Linked DNA regions of Mus musculus: region 2 is linked to region 1. A link is a contact called in public promoter capture Hi-C data. All regions are on one chromosome and are shown on one strand. Each heading gives the region's core, a stretch centred on a gene start, on an enhancer-like site or on the middle of the called end of the contact. The rest is flanking DNA. Distances are from core to core; before and after follow the strand shown. Region 1 overlaps Gm32275 (a long non-coding RNA gene). Region 2 holds the start of Slc23a3 (solute carrier family 23 (nucleobase transporters), member 3).

The links. Promoter capture Hi-C pulls out the DNA fragments that hold promoters and counts their contacts.
Region 2: a promoter capture Hi-C map of hippocampal neurons shows a contact between it and region 1, with 2.2 times the contacts expected there. The contact joins the promoter of Slc23a3 here to the enhancer-like site in region 1. A contact is called at or near these places in 5 of 39 promoter capture datasets (the 3T3-L1 cell line, cranial neural crest, embryonic stem cells and 2 more), 3 of 484 Hi-C or Micro-C datasets (CD4 T cells, cortical neurons and forebrain), 9 of 115 datasets of contacts at active chromatin or transcription factors (the NIH/3T3 cell line, astrocytes, bone marrow-derived macrophages and 5 more) and 3 of 9 other capture datasets (adipose tissue, liver and pancreatic islet).

Annotation. Positions count from the first base shown.
Region 1 is chr1:74,822,899-74,827,032 of GRCm38.p6, reverse strand. It overlaps Gm32275 (a long non-coding RNA gene), which reads left to right. Exons shown (of 3, transcript XR_373533.3): 2 at 1,547-1,673. Among named protein-coding and RNA genes, the nearest start is that of n-TGgcc3, 8.1 kb to the right of the region's middle. Within about 2 kb of position 2,137, at least 46 of the 459 cell types and tissues checked have an H3K27ac peak or open chromatin away from gene starts, as enhancers often do. A contact at or near this core is called in cortical neurons, embryonic stem cells, forebrain and 1 more, where this site is marked.
Region 2 is chr1:75,132,213-75,135,869 of GRCm38.p6, reverse strand. Slc23a3 (solute carrier family 23 (nucleobase transporters), member 3) reads left to right here and starts at 1,980. Exons shown (of 12, transcript NM_194333.3): 1 at 1,980-2,185; 2 at 2,312-2,469; 3 at 2,578-2,675; 4 at 2,843-2,919; 5 at 3,090-3,271; 6 at 3,598-3,657. The coding sequence starts at 2,015. Cnppd1 (cyclin Pas1/PHO80 domain containing 1) reads left to right here. Exons shown (of 10, transcript NM_026977.3): 10 at 1-108.

The sequences.
Region 1 (4,134 bases), core at 888-3,387:
TTTTTTCTTTTGAGAAATATCAATAAACTGACAAACTTCTTGCAAAATATCTTGGTATGCTCTCTGTTGCTGTGATAGAGTACCTTGGCCAAAAGTAACTTGGGGAGCAAAGGGTTTGTTTGGTCTACAAGTCTGGATTACGGCGTCTTATGACAGGAAGTCAAGGCAGGAACCTAGAAGCAGGAGCTGAAGCAGAGGCCGGCCACTGAGGGTGCTGCTTTCTGGCTTGCTCCCCATAGCTCGCTCAGTTTGCTGGCTTACACCTCCCAGGCTCGCCTGCCCAGGAGTGACGCCACCCACAACAGGCTGGGCCGTTGGACAAAAACAAAACAAAACAAAGCAAACCCTAACCAGCACAGCACACTAGTCAGGAGAAATGGATGGGAGACTCAGATTTCTGATCTTAGAAATAAAAGATGCATTGCCCCAACAGAGTCTAAAAATCACCAACACTCTCTCAGCCACAGAAACCAGAGTTCAACTGTTAAAGAAACTGAATGTGTAGCTACAACCTTCCCATCAGGGACACCCTAAGCTCTGGTGGCTCTGACATTTAAAAGAAGAAATAGGGCCAACTCCTCAAATTCTTCCAGACAACTGGACATGGGTCATGTTAAATGTTCACCATCCAGGTCAGGACTTTCTCTTTTTAAGATTGGTTTTCACTTTATGTGTATGAGAAACCCACATGTGGATCAGTGTCCTGAGGTGCCTGGAATTACAGAGTTTTGAGCAGCCACATGCATGCTGGGCACCATATTAGGGTTCTGTGCAGGAGCAACACACTGATCTTAACCAATGGGGAGAATGGACTAAACCTCTGAAACTGTAAGCAAGCGCCAATTAAATGCTCTCTAGAAGGACAGTTGCCATGGTCTCTTCACAGCAGTAGAACACTATAAATGAATACAAAGTTTCTGGTGGAATCAACAGTCTCAAATGTGATGGCTGCACAACCAAATGTTCTAAACGGAACTGTATACTTATATGTAAGTTACAGAGTATGGGAGTTATGCCAATAAAGTTATTATTATTTAAACATCAGTAAATAACTTGTAATTAAACTAAACAAAACTTGTAATTAAAACAAAAAACAAACAAACAAACAAACCAGCTTGGCTTGGTGGTACATGACTTTAATCCTAACACTGGGAAACAGAGGAAGGCAAATCTGAGTTTGAGGCCAGCCTGGTTTACAGAGCTACAACGTGCTACACAGAGAAACCTTGTCTCAACACAACAAAACAAAACAAAATCAAAGGACATGGGGCCTCAGCACGGTTCAGCTGGTAAAAGCCTTCCTGCCAAGCTTGATGGTGATCCCTGAACCCACATGGTGAAAGGAGAAACCAGACCAAGTCCTCTAACCTAGAGAGAGAGAGAGAGAGAGAGAGAGAGATGTTTACAGAAATAAAAGGAAGAACATTCTAAAAAATCAAACACTTTTGATAGAAAGGTCCATAACGATAAAGCTCTTGCCTGTTTTTTCTTTTATTTATTTATTTGTTTGTTTGTTTGTTTGTTTACATCTGTGCCTGGGAGTCAGTTCATCCCTTCCATCCTGCTTCAATCATCAGACTTGGTTGCAAACGTCCTTCCCTGGATTCTCACCAGCCCTTGACTGCTCTATTGGCTGTTGTTAACTCCAACACCAAACAAAAGTCTCACAAATGGTAAGTAAAATTAAATAGTGACTGAAGGAATGCGTGCAAAAGCCCCCGTCAGGGAAGAGCACGGTTCACAGGTTCATCAGAGAAAAGAAAGCTCCCAGTGGGCACTGGGAAGACACTGGGAGTCTGCAACCAATTGTCTCAGTCTCCCTGCAGAGCCGTAGGAGCCACAGAAGGGTTTTAGAGAAGGTAGATCAGATTTACATTTGAAAAGAACGCTGACAGCTGGAGAAAGCCTGGAAAGATTAGGGCTTAAAAAGTTGGACTCTGCAACAAAGGAAAGTTAGTGACCTTGGAAAACTCAGTGCAGGTGGAGCCCGGGACTGACTGGAGGGGGCTGGAAAGCAAGTGTCGCAAACGGCATCTCTCTCTGCAAGGCCTCTTCTTCCGCCCTATGTCTCCAGGGAAACGGGCCCAAAATACACTTGGCTTAAAAAGTAACAAAGACATGTTCCTATGCATATTCACGCACAGCCGGCTCACCGCTCACCGGTCCATTCTGAGTCTGTTCAAGAATTGCTCACCCTGACAGAGGGAAAATTCATGCTCTCAGCTCCCACCAGATGCCTTCCATTGCTGAAGGAGAAAGGAGGACAAAGAAAGGCTGCACAGGACAGAAAACACAAAGTGTTCCCTGTGGCTTTACCAGGCCTCTCATTAGGTCCCTACAACCTAGAACCCAACCCTCGACACCTAAGACAGTGGGAAATTCTGGAATAAGGTGCTTGCCACGGGTGTGACTAAATGTCTGAACTCAGAACTGAAAAGATTGGTTTCTAGTTGAGTTTTCTCCAGCCATAGGCAAAACTATGGGCAAGCAATGTAACTTCTCTGAGTGTCCATCATCTCAAAAATGAAGAGAAAACACATGCCCTGACCTACTGACAGATGTAAGGAGGGGACAGACATGCAAGAAGAGATCTACATTCTGTGAGGCCAGAGCTCACCCAATTTCAATGAGCTCCTTAAGAAAAAGTGGTGGCGCACGCCTTTAATCCCAGCACTCGGGAGGCAGAGGCAGGCGGATTTCTGAGTTTGAGGCCAGCCTGGTCTACAAAGTGAGTTCCAGGACAGCCAGGGCTATACAGAGAAACCCTGTCTTGAAAAACCAAAAAAAAAAAAAAAAAAAAAAAAAGAAAAGAAAAGAAAAGAAAAAGAATATGAACACAGCCTTGGTCTACAAAGAAAGTTCCAGGAAAGCCAGGGCGACACAGAGAAGCCACCTTGGGGTGGGAGGATATAAGCACAAAAATACAAAAGTAGATACAAAATCTGAACGTTCACTTATACAAGAAAAATTTACACCCAAAGCCCCAGAGCTGAGGGTCAACATATAGGAAAACCACCACACAATCTTTGTTTAAAACAGGATCTGGCTGTCACTTGGGCCTCAACTCTCAGACCTCCCAAGCAGCTGGGACAACAGATGCACTCCACTGTACTGAGCTAAGCTGCACAGTCTTTAATCTTTTTTTAATATTTATTTTTATTTATGTGTACCTGTATCTGGGTGAGTATGAGCCACATGTGTGCAGACACCCATGGAAGCCAGAAGAGGGCACTGGACTGCATTTTTTGCAACCTACTTTTTTTTTTTTTTTTTTTTTTTTTTTTTTTTTTTTTTTGGTTTTTCAAGACAGGGTTTCTCTGTATAGGCCTGGCTCTCCTGGAACTCACTCTGTAGACCGGGCTGGCCTCGAACTCAAATCTGCCTGCCTCTGCCTCCCGAGTGCTGGGATTAAAGAAGTGCGTTACCACACCTGGCTGCAACCTACTTTTAATAAGGGTTCAACCTCTCCTCTAGCCCACTACCCAGCAGAGGTAGTGGAAGAGAAAAGTCATTAGGATTTGGGGGAAGTGGACCTGTTCAGCAAGAGCCCTTTGGGGGCGAGCTCATCTTGGGCAGCAGCTCAGTCCCACAGCAAACACCAAATATGACTCAGCAGCTGCAGTCCAGTCCTTTCCTCAGGCAGACAGCAAGCGTGAATACCAACTGGCCGGAGGAGAGGCCTCGGAAGCAGCAAGGTGCTGAAGGAGCCTCACAAGAAGTTCTTATTCTAGGTCACTGAGTTTCTCTCAATGGCGTCCTTACCACCAGTTGAGCTCAACAAAGCTATGTAAGGCAAACCAATACATGCATGTCGTCATTGAAGAATACTGGGGTAGCGGAGCTCACTGCTCGCCTCCCACTGTCGGGGGGGGGGGGTCATATTCATACTCCTTCATCACAGGTCCTTTCACGTGTTTGCTGTATCAGAACATCCTCTGTGTCTGCTTCAGGAAAACGTTCTTTCACGAGTCTGCTTTACCAGGGCACCCTTTCACCTGCCTGCCCCAGCAAACAATCAGCTGACACAACTAACTTCCCAAGTAAACTAGAAGCTTCCACTTAACTGGATTCCTTGGCTCTAGAAGTCACAGGCAGAAGTGAGCTGCCCAGTGTGGATGCCTAGAACCAAACTCA
Region 2 (3,657 bases), core at 731-3,230, 310 kb before region 1:
TGGGTGTTCTCTTCACAGGCCTCTCTGGTTACCACTGCTTTGTATCTGGGTTTTTCACGCTTTTATAGAATTGAGGTTTCAATAAACAGTTTCTGTTGCATGGCCTGGCCTTTTCCTTCTGTAGCATTCTTTGTTGATCTCCTATCCCTCCTCTGCCTCCCAGGTCAGATGCACAGCCCTGTAATCACTATGTAGGCGTTTGCTCTGAGCTGCTTTAGAACTTCCTAATAGTTAGTGGTTCCTGTTTCAAGCTTTCCTGCATCCCTGCTGCTACTTCTTGGGGGCCCTGAAATTGCTGGATGTGACCTGCCATGGGGTACAAGTGGTGACTTTCCCAGGCCTGGGAAAGCCCTGTCTGTGTCATATATCCTGGGTGGGTACCAGCCTTGTGGATCCTTATGGTTCAAACCACACATCCAGTTGAGCTGGAATCCAAGCTCTGTTGACCTCTTCAGCAAGGTGACTTACGGAAGGAGCTGGTGCTGAAGAACCAGAGCTGAGTCATCACTGGAAGAACCATCTTTGGTGTATGTGGACCTGTCGCCGGCTGCTAAAGATCACCTAGGGAGTGTGGGGGCTGGGAATAAAGGTCTGTGGACTGGTGGAGCTGCAGCCCCCAAGGGGTCGTTGTAGAAATGTACTGACCTTTTGTCATAACCTTTGAGGTTTCTCCTGGCTTTTTTTTTTTTTCCCCCAGCCTGAGTGGGATGCTTAGATATCCTAAAGGGCTTAAAACCTCCTTTACTATGAACAATTCCCAAGACATCATCACATATATGAAAATCTGAGCCTGGAGGACCTGCTTTTGGAAATGGTCTCATGAGGTTTAGGCTAATCTGGTACTTGCAACTTGCTATCTGGTTACATCTGCCTTCAGAACGGCAGGATACAGGCATGTGCCACCAACCCTACCCAATCCTAATGTTATATTTTAAGTGTAAACACTTTTGTGCATTAAGAAAGAAAAAAGAAACCTGAGGCCTCAACCCAACACAAAGGTACCTAAGGAGTGCTTCGAGTGGGAGGGTTTGCCTTCCCCAGAGATAGCATCCTGATTGATCATCCGATATCAGATGGTCAGCTCTGAAACCATACATAGGAATAACTATACAAGCTGACAGGTTACATTTAGAAACATGTACATGTATATGTTCATGTAATAATGAAAAAGGCAATGAGTTTGAAAAATGAGATGGAGGGGCATACGGGAGGGTTTTTGAGGGAGGGAAGGGAAGGGAGAAATAATGTAATGATAATCTCAAAAATAATAGCCTCAGTTTGCAGGGAAATATAAAGTAAATAAATATACTTTGTTCAATGTTTTTCCAGAAGTTCACTCACTAGTATAGCAAACCAGGTCCACCAATGGCTATGACATCTGAGTTACCAGTAAAGTGTCATTATCGGCTGGCAATGTAGCTGTCACATCCACAGCATCCTATTTATGGGTGTGGGCAGCAGACCGTTCCATTGTCTTCTGATTTGTGCCCATTCACATTTTGTAATACACATTGCTGTCAAGTGCTCTTGCCTTACACCGAGTTCGTTATCTACGGTGGTCATTGTCATAAGGGATGAGGGCGTTCTACACACAGGTTTTGTTTTGAACTGACCTGGGGCATGTCTTGTTTGGCTGAAAAATATGTACCTAACTGAAGCGATGTTCAGTGTTGATGACAAGAGGTAGCTTGCACAATCTCCTCAGACTGTTTTGATAGATGTTCCCTAACCCTCATCTCCAGAGCCTGGTCTAGAAGCAGTGGATATAGATGAACATTCTTGAGGGAGGGGTCCAGGACTCAGCTGCTAGGTTAATGGCTGATGGAATTTGCACAAGAGCTGGGCAAAGGTGAAAGAGCCACGTCCTGCTCCCAAACCCTTATCCCTTCTCTCCGCTTCATTGACACCCCCGACTCCCCACCCACGTAGGCAGCTTACTCCACCCAAACTCTTGATCTCTTACTCCTTATTCAACTAGCCTGGGGCAGCCAAGACGCAATCAAGTCAGGGCAGCATGAGCCGATCACCTCTCCATCCCATTCCACTTCTATCTGAGGGCTACCAGGATACCCCTGCTCCCCTGCCACCACTGCTACCCCCTCTCCAGAATCCCTCCTCCCGTTCTTGGGCCTCTCGGGTGTGTGGGCCTTCCACCTGGGGGCTCAGCTGTCTTCTGGCTCTACAGGTAGGAGGTGGAGGCGGTAGGAGTTGGCACTATCTGAAGTGGCTATTTGGAGGGAGTTAGTGAGTCATGAGAAACCTACACATAGGTATTTCGAAAGCTCCTCCCTCTCCATTCCTCTATCTCCAGCATTTCCTGGTCTTGGCATCTTTGCTCTGGGCCTCCCACCTGCTGCTGCTTCATGGTCTTCCCCCAGGAGGGCTCTCATACCCACCCGCTCAGCTCCTGGCTTCCAGTTTCTTTTCATGTGGCCTGTCTACGGTCCTGCAGACTTGGATGGGCAGCAGGTGAGGGGAACTCCGTTGAGAGAGGGTGTAGTCTCTCAGGAAGAGATTTAGGGCAATCCTGTTGACTGCCACATGTTTCCAAACCTGCTGGGGCTGCTGTCCCTACAGGCTACCTCTAATCCAGGCTCCGTCCCTAGAGTTTCTTATCCCCGCACTGGTGCTGACAAACCAGAAGCTACCTCTGACGACCAAGACACCTGGAAATGGTTAGTACAAAGCAAAGGTGGGCTAGTGGCAGAGGTACACGGGGGCTGGAGGTTGGGTGGTCCTGGGCATTGTAGAGATTTTGGGGTTATGCCAGGCATCAGCTAGGACAGGAGAACACAGAGCCTCTGTTCCATCTACATCTTCTTTCTGTACCCCAAACTTCCAGCCTCCCTCTCACTGCCCCTGTGTAGTTTGACAAGAAGCTGCCATGGCCTGGAGCTCTGGAACACTTCTCTCCGAGAGGTGAGTGCCTGGGAGAAGACAGCAGAAGGACTGGATGGCCCCAGCCTGGAGAGGCTCTTGTTCCCATCATTAGATACTGATGCTAAGGGGAGGAGTTAGGCAGGGGCTTATCCTCGGAGATAGTTGATTGAGTGGAATTTCTTCATCTGTCCTCCTCTCTACTCCCTTAGGTGTCGGGGGCAGTGGTGGTGTCCGGGCTGCTGCAGGGCACTATAGGACTTCTAGGGGTGCCTGGCCGTGTGTTCCCCTACTGTGGGCCACTGGTGCTGGCTCCCAGCCTGGTTGTGGCAGGGCTTTCTGCCCACAAGGAGGTGGCCCAGTTCTGTTCTGCTCACTGGGGCCTGGCCTTGCTGTACGTGAGTCCTGAGAGGGGTGGGTGGTAGCCCAGTAGGTGTAGAGACTGAGGGAGGGCAGAGCTGCTCAGATTCCAGAGCCACCTGAGCAGGGATGACAGTTTTTGGATTTGGAATCCAAGGCTTTCCCTTAATTTATTCAGTCTCGCTGATATTCATAGTCACGTGGTATGATACCTCAGGGTACCTCCCTACCCCTTCCATGAGGCATTTCTGCCCTGGGACCTCCTTTTATGATATTCTGCACACTCACATGGTCATCATTCAGGAATCTGATGCTTCTGACCTGCAACTCTGATACTTCTGACTCCCTTCTCTTTCCTAGGCTCATCCTGCTCATGGTGGTATGCTCTCAGCACCTGGGTTCATGCCAGATACCCCTTTG